Regions from separate parts of the Mus musculus genome. Here region 2 is linked to region 1. A link is a contact called in public HiChIP or PLAC-seq data. All regions are on one chromosome and are shown on one strand. Each heading gives the region's core, a stretch centred on a gene start, on an enhancer-like site or on the middle of the called end of the contact. The rest is flanking DNA. Distances are from core to core; before and after follow the strand shown.

Evidence for each region. HiChIP or PLAC-seq counts read pairs in DNA pulled down with a chosen protein or histone mark.
Region 2: an H3K4me3 HiChIP or PLAC-seq map of craniofacial prominence shows a contact between it and region 1, with 4 times the contacts expected there. The contact joins the enhancer-like site here to the promoter of Dtd1 in region 1. A contact is called at or near these places in 8 of 39 promoter capture datasets (cranial neural crest, embryonic stem cells, frontonasal cranial neural crest and 5 more), 2 of 484 Hi-C or Micro-C datasets (cochlea and nephron progenitors), 9 of 115 datasets of contacts at active chromatin or transcription factors (SST interneurons, astrocytes, craniofacial prominence and 6 more) and 1 of 9 other capture datasets (macrophages).

Annotation. Positions count from the first base shown.
Region 1 is chr2:144,597,574-144,603,113 of GRCm38.p6, reverse strand. Dtd1 (D-tyrosyl-tRNA deacylase 1) reads right to left here and starts at 3,161. Exons shown (of 6, transcript NM_025314.3): 1 at 3,023-3,161. The coding sequence starts at 3,065.
Region 2 is chr2:145,514,707-145,520,246 of GRCm38.p6, reverse strand. Slc24a3 (solute carrier family 24 (sodium/potassium/calcium exchanger), member 3) reads right to left here. Exons shown (of 17, transcript NM_001356497.1): 5 at 1,761-1,845; 6 at 1,300-1,403. Among named protein-coding and RNA genes, the nearest start is that of Gm14092, 38 kb to the left of the region's middle. Within about 2 kb of position 2,681, at least 60 of the 459 cell types and tissues checked have an H3K27ac peak or open chromatin away from gene starts, as enhancers often do. A contact at or near this core is called in craniofacial prominence, neural tube and second pharyngeal arch cranial neural crest, where this site is marked.

The DNA.
Region 1 (5,540 bases), core at 1,912-4,411:
GACTCTGCCACTGTGTGCGTGCGTGTGTGTGTGTGTGTGTGTGTGTGTGTGTGCGTGCGTGCGTGTGTGTGTGTGTGTGTGTGTGTGTGTTGCTTCTGCTGTGCACTAATATCTGCAAATATTCCTAAAAGGGAGCACATACCAAGCCCCAGCTTCCTCAGCTTCCAATTGTAATTATATATGGATCCACATGACAAAAGGCAAGGGTCACATGGAAAAAGAAAACTGGCAAAAAGAAAAGGTTTCTGAGTACACAGACACCAAAACTTAAGGCAAAACCAAACACAAACTGTGTCCGAGGTACACTGGCAGTACTCATTCATGCTGCTTCATGAAGCCACTTCAATGCAGCCTTTGTTCTGAACACAAAACATGCACACATGCCACACGACATCAACAAACACTGCCCGAAACGACTCTACACAGACTTGATACTCTCCCATGTTCAATTGTAATGTTTTTATACTACACACCAAGTTTTATGCTCTTTATGCTCAGAAACATCATGGCTTGTAGAAAAGAATGGCTTTTAATATTTCCTACTATTATCTTCAGCACACAAGTATCAAAGTAATGAGGCAAGCAAGCATAGGGAACATTTAGCTAACTAGGACTCCACTTGGTTTGGACTTTGCACTCTTCTCTGAGCAATGTACCTAGCAACCTCTTTAGCAGCCTAGGACCCCACAAGCATAGACTGCAGGTACACCTGGGGTCTCATTTACATTATTTGCCATTCCATTAATTAGGGTCATTTATTTACATTATTACAGTTGACTGGATTTTTATGTTGATTCATCTACTCATGTGACATGGATGTGTGCATGCATGTGGAGGTCAGAGGACAACTTGTAGGAGTTAGTTCTCTCTTCAGGTCCTCAGGCTTGGTGGCAAACGCTTGTAACTGGCTAAGTCACCATACAGGCCCTTCATAATTGCTTCAAATGGTGGAAATAAGTTGTTCCCCTTCACAACTTCTTGAGAATGACCCATTACTACTCAAACATATCCTGGAACATACCTGGAAACTACAGGCAATGGCCCATCCACTCTCAGCAAGTGACTGTCATTCAGGTCACTCCCTCACTCTTATCCTGAAATTTCTCATTAGCTTACGCTCGAGTATGATCAAAGGGCTCCCTAGGGAAATCCCAAGAGTGTTAGACACTTTGTGCAAGTGCCAGCCCAGGGCCTCACACATGCCAGGCTTGGTTTGGTAGGAGAGGGTTTCACTAGGTAGCTTCAGTCTGCACTTCAACTCACCAGGTAGGTGGCCCATGCTGGACTCAACCCAGGGTGCTGGGATGATAGGAATAGGCCACCACCTACAAGCAAAGGTACATTTTCCAAAGTCCAGATCAGCGGGATTGGGGGCTTAAGGAGCCAAAGCTCAAAATTTAAATCTGTTGGTGATAACCACATCAAGTAGACAGCTTCTCCCCCCCAAAGAGCAAAACCATCTTTCATCAGTGAATTTTTCCAGTTTTCATGTGCTCAATATTTACTGAAATGTTATTAGAGTCCCATAAACTCCTCTCCTATTCTGCTCCTTATTAGTCCAGGATGATTTCCAAAACCAAAGTTAACAGAACAGCTTGCAACTCATTAAGCAGGATTAGAAGGTGGACTCTCGAGTCTAAATATGTGGTTTGGCTACTTGGTTGGGGAGGAGTCTTGGGTCTAGCTTTAAACTCAAAACCATGTATTTAGTATAAAATGGTTTAAAGAAAAAGATATCTGTATTGCTTGATCTGAAGCTTTGGTGAGGAGGGGGAATCTTAGAGACTCTTTTGTTGTCCAATCTGCTTTCTGTTGTCCAATTCCTGGGCTCAACACAGCTCCTTCCCCAGCCTCCAAAGTGGCTGTGACTACAGGCCTTGGCATCTGACCTGAAAATGTACTTCTGCCTCTATAAACACAGCTGGGCAATGGTGGTAGACACCTTTAATCCCAGCACTTGGGAGGCAGAGGCAGGTGGATCTGTGAGTTCAAGGCCAGCCTAGTCTACGGAGTGAGTTCCTGGCCAGACAAGGCTAAACAGAGAAACCCTGTCTCGAAAAGGAAAGAAAGAAAGAAAGAAAGAAAGAAAGAAAGAGAGAAAGCAAGCTAGCTAAATGAGTGATGGGTAGACTTGCTGCCAAGCCTAATTCCATGAGTTGAATCCCAAGGACCCACATGGTGGTGGCACATCTAAATTGTTCTCTGGCCTGTTACACACAGAAACACACACACCAAATAAATAAATGTATTTATTTCTTTAACTTAAAAGACTAAAAGAATGGCACCAGTCGTTTCTATTTTTTTAACACTTTTCAAATAACTACAGTAGCTGGATCCTGAATATTTCAACTAGCCTCCCACATTCAACTGATGGCTAATGGCTGAGCATCTGGGTCTATATTAATTAATGGGAAAGAGAAGCACGTCATCTTGAATTCTGTGGTTCTGACCCATGGCTGAAGGTTCAGAGACCGACATCCAGGTGCAAGCAAGGGATGTTCTGCACCCAGTGAGGATGCCAGCAGATATTTGCTCAAAGCTGCCAGAGCTCAAACAATTAGCAATTCCTCCGTCTGTCCATTTTATCATGAGCCAAGTTCTATTTTAAAAAGAAAAGATATGCAAAAGGGGGTTGTTAAAATGCTACATCTCAGACAGAGCGGTGGATAAACGAGCGATTCCGCTCCGGAAATCTCCCCTATGTGTTGTTTGTGCAACAGTGCATTCAACAACGGGCCCTGGGGATGCTCACAGGTTCTGGCACCTTGTCTGTGAGGAACACACACACACACTCACAAAGATAATGATGATGATTATAATGGTGATGACGACGGAGATGAGGGTTTATGTAGCAACGAAAGCACGGAGCCTGAACCCATGAGCGGCCAGGCACGTGCCGGATCTTCTCGGCCACGGCGCTGCCCAGAGGCTGCCCGGTAACTCGGGGCTGCGGGGAACCCTCACACGGAACAGCGGGTCGCGGGGGTCAGAGGCTGCTCTCTCCCCGGCCCGCCCGACTGACCTGTGACGCTAGCCCGAGTGACGCGCTGCACCACGGCCTTCATGGCGGCGGCTGTAGCGACTGGAATTTGCTGTGTGGTCAGACCTTGCGACTCCGCCGGTGGCTCCTCGACCGGCGCCCTCTACCGGCAACACCGGAAGAGCTCCGTGAGGACCCATTCCACAGAGCTGCGTCCCGCCCACGTCGGCCACACCTATCCAATTGGCCCCGCCCATGTCAATCACCCTCACCTGTCACCTATGCATAACCTAGTCCATTTGTGGTAGGCGCCGCCCTATCCACCCCTGAACTCCTTCTTAAGCACTATAGTCCCAAACTGCCAGCCTAGTCTCCACTATGTCCAGACACTCATTAATTTCTGCTCCAGTTTCTTTCTCTTTCAGTTTTACCCTTAAGTTTTTTTCCTGCTTTTCTCCCTCTTTTCCAATCCTCCGGTCACAGATTTTCCAAAATCTTCACTTGTTCTGTAGCCTCAGCAGCAATCCTGTTGCTAAAAACAAAAGGACCTGCTGCTAACATAGCCATTTAACTACATAACTATTGATTTACCTTAGACACAATAGTTAATAGGTCTATCAGTCTAGAATTCTAATTCCTTCCTAATACAAATCTAATACTTAGCCCTATCATAGGGTTGTTAGGAAATTTGGATGGGCTGTAAAGATGCTTAGATGGCTGCAAAGAACTGTATAGCTATTACTGTACTAAGTTTTCATCACTAAAAAATAACATCTTCATAGTCCAGTGGTAGTCCATGTGTTTATAATTAAACAAAGAAAAAGAAGAATGGGGGGGGGGGGAGATAGTCCCAGCTACTTGAGATGAAGCGGGAAAGTGTTTTAAGTCCATGAGTTCAAGACCACCAATGTGGGCAATGTAATGAGACTTTCCCTTAAAAACGAAATAGGAGTATCAGAAAAAGTTCACCCATTTCAGAGTGTCTTTGCTTTGAACGCCTCTTCCAGGATTAGCAGATTCAGAAAAGCATTTGTTAGAAAGCAATTTGATAGAACTGTTATTTGGCCCGAAATACTCTAAGGAATGGTGGTTGAACATCTGTGATCCAAGCATTCTGGAGGCTGCAGTATGAGGATCACGCTGAAGTTCAAGGCCAGCATGAAATACAGAGTGAGATGTTGCTTTCCCCCTCACCCCCCCAAAAAAACAAAAACAAAAACAAAAAAGGCCTAGAAATGTGTATTATTGTGGGGTATCCATCAGATAAGACTACTCAGACCGGGGTTAAGCCAGTAGAAAGTCTTTATTAGCCAACTGGCAACTACACTGGGTGTTCAGGATCTCATTAAAGCTCAGATTCTTTTAGAGTGAGCATTTAAGCAAAAAAAAAAAAAAAATTCCTCGGTTGACATACTTCAGTTAATAAGCACAGTTAGGCTAAAGCAATTACAGAAGTCAAAAGGCAAGCTTAGTGCATTTGATAGATTCGGTCTTCCTTTTCACTCTGGCAAGTGGTACTATCTACATACTGAGTTTTATGGAGTCAGTTGTGCTAAGGACTGGGAGCCTTTTATATTATGCTTAAATATTAAATAGTGAATGCAAAATTGCATGAGTTAAATTGTCAAGGATACCACCAGCAGCAGCAGCAGCAAGATCAATGGGTGTCAGTCACATGCTTCCTGATATTGAAGGATACAGTGGTAATTCTGCAACAACAAAACTTAACCTGGGGCTAGAAGTGTAGCTCAGTGGAACATAGTACTTAGCTACCATGTAGGAAGCCCTAGGTTCAGCCCTTAGCATCATATAAGCCAGGGATGGCAACACTTACCTGGAATCCCAGCGCTCAGGAGGTAGAGAGGCAGGAGCATCAGTTCAAGGGTGGAACTGTACAATCGAAATGCAAACTGCACTGCAGGAGACTCTGCATCTAATTGTTTAAAAAACCTAAATCAGGAACATTCTATCAAGTAGTCAGTTTTTCACATCCAGGGAAAAAAGTCTGGCTCAATGGGTAAAGGCACTCCCTGGGGGCTGGAGTGATGGCTCAGTAGTTAAGAGCACTGGCTGCTCTTCCAGAGGTCCTGAGTTCAATTCCCAGCAACCACATGGTAGCTCACAACCATTTGTAATGGGATCCAACGCCCTCTTCTGGTGTGTCTGAAGACTGCTGAAGTGTGCTCACATATAATAAATAAATAAATCTTTTTTTAAAAAAGAAAAAGAAAAGGCACTTGCTGCCTTTAATGACCTGAGTTTGATCCCCAGACCTCTCCCTGACATCACTAAATGTCCTCTGAGCTCCACATGCACCCTATATCACATGCAAATGCATGTTCACAGACGTGCACACAAAATAAATAAAATGGGAGAAGACTGTATTATGCATGAACTTTGGTACATCCTGGCCAGGAAAAAAAGAAAAGGGAGAAAGTTATTAGTAGGATAACAATAACTCCCTTTGAGTTGGTATGAGCCCACTGATCCAGCAAAGCACTGTTTATAATTGTGGTTTCATTACAAATGATTCATATTTGATTAAAGACCTTTCTCTAAA
Region 2 (5,540 bases), core at 1,432-3,931, 920 kb before region 1:
GCACGTGGCTCATTCTTTTGGCACTAACTACCTATGTAGGAGAAGTCAGGAACACTACAGTGTAGACCCAGTCACCTTAACACTATGGGTCCTGGGGAAAGCAGAAAATATTTAGCCTAGTGAGTGAGCCAGACCTCAGTCATCATGAGCAAATCCAGGACTCTCTTATCAGAGCTAGCCTGTCCACCGGGGAGCCCTGGAGCTGGTGCTCGGTAAGATCCAGGTGTCCTTCTGCCTGTTGCTCGGAAGGAACAAACGCAGCAGGCAGAGAGGGTAGATCAGTCGGCATGTGAATGGGGACAGTTACAATGGGCCATGGAGACCAGCAATGAATTTTATGGGAACTCTTGAGTATACATTCAAGAGACTGACCTCATGGCATGCCCAGCAGCTTCTGAGAGACACACAGGCCTGACACACTTGAGAGAAAAGCTCACCAGGATTGGACTTTACACCAAGCAGACACTTTCCCCAGGGCACAAAACAGACCACACTGAGGTTCCTGATCAGGTGAAGCGGATTTCGGCTCCCTCAGTATTTTAAATAGAGTCACAGCTAGAATAGTAGAAATAGGTTTTTCTAGAAGATACTGAGTCTTGGGTGTTTTGTCAGAGAACTGAGGATCTCATATCTAGTGACTACTTCTCTGAGGAAACTAGGCTCTGAGAGCCACAGGGAAGCTGTATGTCCCACTCTAACCTTGGCTTCAGGCTCTAACCTTGGCTGCCCAATAGTCTCACACTCTGGCGACTTCTGAACAAATCCCTGAGACTATTAGAGAGATAACAGCATTCAGAAAGGACAGTGGCTCTGCCAGGATGCTCCCTGGCATTAGAATGGACTCCTGAGGTTGACTTGGGTATTCAAGGCTCCTCTAGACTACAAAAGCTCTAGCCTGCAGGAAGAAAGGCAACACCCTGAACTGTGACAACGATGAATTCTTTAAGTAGAAAATTTTTTTTTCTTCTTTTCTTTTCTGCCTTTCTCATTTATCTCATTTCCTCTGAGGCACCGCACATTCTAGTGTGGATCAGTAGCTCTCAAAAGGAGGTGTGTGGGGGAGCACTTTCAAGCTCACAGTTAACATTGTTAGGCTTGCTAATTTCCTATGTGGAACTGGGGTTCAATAATCCATCAACCTGGAAACCAAGTAACAGTGGCTTCAGGATGGAGACCTCCAATCACACTGCCCAAGGCGCCAGTGTGGGTGAATTCCAACATGATGGTCCCTGCCTCGGCTCCATACTTCCATCTTCTCGATATCAAGTAGAACCATCGCAAAGGAGTTGCCAGTCCTACCTGCCCTGCAAAGAGCCCGCAGACGCCAATGATGCACAGGATGTTGAACACGGCAGAGCCCACGATGGTGCCAACTCCCACATCACCCTTTGTGATGAAGACTCCTGAAACACAAACCAACACCAATCTGGCTGTAGTGGTCCAGCTGCATCCCAAGGACATTCGAAGGACATCTCCTAGTTCTAGACTATACTGAGGATCCAGAGGAAATAGGCAAGTTTTGGAGGGAGTTTTTGAACCCAGAGGTTAGACTTTTCCTTAGTAGCAACGTCCCTGGGTCTAGGAAAAGTTCGCACACAGTTAAACCAGTGAATGGCCACAGCAGAGTGGAAGGTTCTGCTTGGGATCTATGAAGTTAATTTTTTATAAGTGGGAGACAACTCAAATTTGAGGACCTTCTTCCCTAGAACCCCTTTTTCTTATATAGGTAAGGGCTGAGACATTCTCTTAGCATCACCTACCTATGACCGACGTGAACAGCTCTGGGGCCGAGCTGCCTGCTGCCATGAATGTGGCTCCTGCCACATCTTCACTGAGGTGGAGGCGCTGCATGGGAGCAAAGACAAGACAGGTGAGATGGGATCTTTCCTTGGGAAACACATGCCTGTGGCTCCTGAGGTCCTAAGCACGGGGACTTCAGAAGGACCCAGGGGCTGGGTTCAGTCCCTCTCACTATCCCTCCACTCAGAGCCTGGCTGCTCCTGCTCTCTGCTCAGCATCCTCACTTGCAAGATCAGCAGGGACTACATGACTCTCATTAGCCAATGTCCTTACAGAAGATTTAGGAGTCTGTAACCCAAATCTATCAAGAGGATGTCTAGTTGATAACCAGGAGGGTGGAGTAGCGAGTCAAAAACATCCTGGACAGCGGCGGACAGCCATTTTCTTTCTAATGGCAGCTGTGGTCAGCTCCCTTGGTGTCTGCAGACACTGATTTTAGAAGAGATGTGTGTGATCTAGAGTTGTGTGCAAACACCATGGCTGTTATAGTGCTTTTGAATAACTTCAATCTCATAGCCGCCAATTTGCGAGAGGTTAGTAGATCCAGGGAGTAGTCACTGTCCTGAAGCACACTCCAAACCCTCGACCTTCAAACTCTGGGTAGCACGTCATGAGAGAAGACTTGAGACAGACTAGAAAATAATGCAGCCCATTTCCCCCAAATCTCAAGTCACCCTGTTGGTTAAACGGGAAGGTGGTTTTCAAGAACACAAGATGAATGTACACGAGAGGCTGGTTGGTGTGTTTAGCTTTCCGGAATTCCACCGTGGCCCAGAAAGTAAGCTGCCAGCGGTTGGGAAGCAGCCAGTTCCCTTCGGGCATCAGGGCAGAGACTTCCAGTTTCCACTGCCAGCCTTCTTTCTTTCTTTCTCAGCAGCACCAGTGGCTGCACTTCCATGCTTGGCCACACAGAGGCAGTGTGGCCTTGGAGGTGCTACAGATAGAGGCATGCTCACCGTTGAGGTTCTCATGGGGTACTGAGGAGACCCTGAGATGGTACCTCAGCACTAAAAACCTTGGCTGGTGCGGAAGCCCCAGCACTGGAATCTCAATAGATGGGGATGGCGGGAAGACAGCAAGCCAAAAATGAGCTCCCGGAATCGCCTTGAGTTGCTGTGCTTCCCTTCCAAGATCTATGGACTGGTAGTAATGGTTGCTTATGAGGCTTGGCCATATGTCCAGTTTCACTCTTGCTTCCACATCTCCTTCCTTTCCACCCTCCTTTATGCCTAATACACTCCAGCCTGGCAATACTGCACTGGCCTCTTAGAATCACTAGTCACGAGGTCCTCTTGCTTCTGCACTGCTAGCGGCTATGATGAGGGCCAGGGAGAATTTTCCTAAGCTTCATCCAGAGCGGAGAATAATTCACCACAGCTGGACACCCTGGGCTCCCCAGGAACAACAGGTCCTGTCATTCTCATTTAGATCCAGTGGCTCAGGTATTCTCTGCTTGTTCCTAAATGAGCCCTTTCCTTCAGGCCCCTTTGGTCCATCCCTCCACACAGCCCTGCATGGGTACCAGGGCGGAATCTATCACTTGATTCCTTTTCTCTGCACCAAGTCCCCACTGGCTTCATCCAACTGTCTATGAATGCAGTCAGCCTTTGAGATCAGTGGGGTTAGTCATACTCAAACCCAAGCAGTGTTCAAATTTCATATAAAATACTGCAGTGTTTGCATATAACAGATACATTTTCCCATGTTCTGTCAATCATCTCTAGATTGCTAACAATCCCTAACACAATGTAAATGCCATGTAAAAACCTGTATTGTCCAGGGCATACCAATAAGGAAGACTCTCTGTATCTGCTCCATACTGATCCAAATTAAAAAAAAAAAAAGTTGGATCTCCTAAGCATAGTGGTGCATGCTTTTAATCCCAGCACTCATTCAGAGACAGGCAGATCTGTGAATTCAAGGCCAGCTTGATCTATACAGTGAATTCCAGGACAGCCAGGGCTGCACACAGAGACCCTGTTTTGAAAAACCAAACCAAACCAACCAACCAACCAACTAAACAAACAACCCTCCACCCCCAAACCCAAAACAACCACAATAGAAAGAGTTGGATCGGTTTGATCCAAGGTTGAATGCCTGGCTGTGGAACCTATATGGAGAAGGTGGAATGTTGTGGGTTACTCAGTGGTTTCTAAGCCCACAAATGGCCAGAGCCGGGCTGTGCACTCCCTAGTTTCCTTCCCAGCCTTTGGCAAGCAGCTTAGCTGAGGAAGAGCCTAGCTCAGTGTTTACAGTACTTAGAGTGGGCAGTCTCTCTCCCCCACAGCCCAGGAGGCCCCATTACTGCTTTCATGGCTTCCTGGGTGTCCTACTCTTGACATCTGATATCCTTGTGCAAGCAAAACCTTCTGACCAACCTCAGGCTGCTATCTCATGACCAAGAACGCCGCCACGGTCCTCCCCTTGCTGAGTCTTCACTTGTTGGCTCTTTCTGAAACATCTTTCTGTCTTTGCTTTAGTGTAGCAGAGTCTGAGTCTGTCTATTTACTGTTGACAAAGGACTCTAACACCTTTGTGGGTTCCCTCATGCAACCTCATGACTGTCTAAAATTTAGTGACTCACCTGGCCTGTTGCTGCCATATTGGCTCCTTTCTCTTTTCTGCTTAACGTTTTTTTCCTGGTTTGAACTTGATCCCCCTCCAAGCTATGACTTATTGCACAATGTGGATTTCTTTCTAGAATCATTTTTCACCAAAGTCTAAACAGCATCTCCTTGAACATCTCCGTTTAGCCCAAGTTAATCTGAGAGCAAGCTCTGAGCATACACTATCACCTCTCTGTAAAGGGATTAGGGAAAGAAAAGATGGTATAGAGTCCCAGGCTAGGAAATCCTGCTAAGCTGCAAGAGGGTGGTCCTGTATCACCACCACCCTCCATCCTGTGAAAGAATGGAACTTCAGAGTTGGCCACAGGCTCTCAGAAGACAAACACAGCTCTCAAAGGAGATACAAACTTTGCTCCAGGCATGCCATGAGTCCAGCAACTAGGATGGCTTTAAGTACATGGAGCTGCACTCAGAGATAGGCATGGGGCATGGCATGATTTCTTGTCAACTACTTTGCTCCTAAAACTGGACTGGGATGGGAACAGGGAGCATTCTTGGAAGGGAGGCCCTTCATCTGCATTCCTTCTCCCTGGATAGCTGTGTACCCCAGAGGCAGAGCCAGTTTTGACAAAAACCTGTTGTAAGTGGTTGCAGAGTTGCAACAGGTAAGAAGACGACCCAGTGGTAAGCTCAGACTGACCTGGACTCCATTCCTAAATATCTGTGTGGCCACTGGTGGGATGCTCTGAGTCCCTGCATTTTTGTCTCTTGATTTCTAGAGGGAAGCTAACTGTGGTTACCTGGTAGAATCCTAGACGTGGTTAAAGAGAGAATAGGCACATTTAACCCATACTGACTTAGCTACACAGCCAGCTTCCTGTAACCCAGGGCCCAGTCAAAACAGTATCTTTATCCCATCAAACGTTTTCTTTCCTTCCTAGCTTTTTGTAAAGTCTCACTCTACTCTCTTCTGTCCTGCCAGCTACTTTGTTTTTTTTCTCTCTAGAAGGATGTGTGTGTCCTCAAAAATTCTATGTGTTTCCTTATTGGAGGGTACAAGTTGATGGCTGTATTTAATATTTCTGGGGTGCAATAACTACCTTTGTTATTGACAACAAAAGAAACTTTTCTGGGGAAAGGTAGAGCCATTTTGCTTTGTGTAAGTGTGAAGTA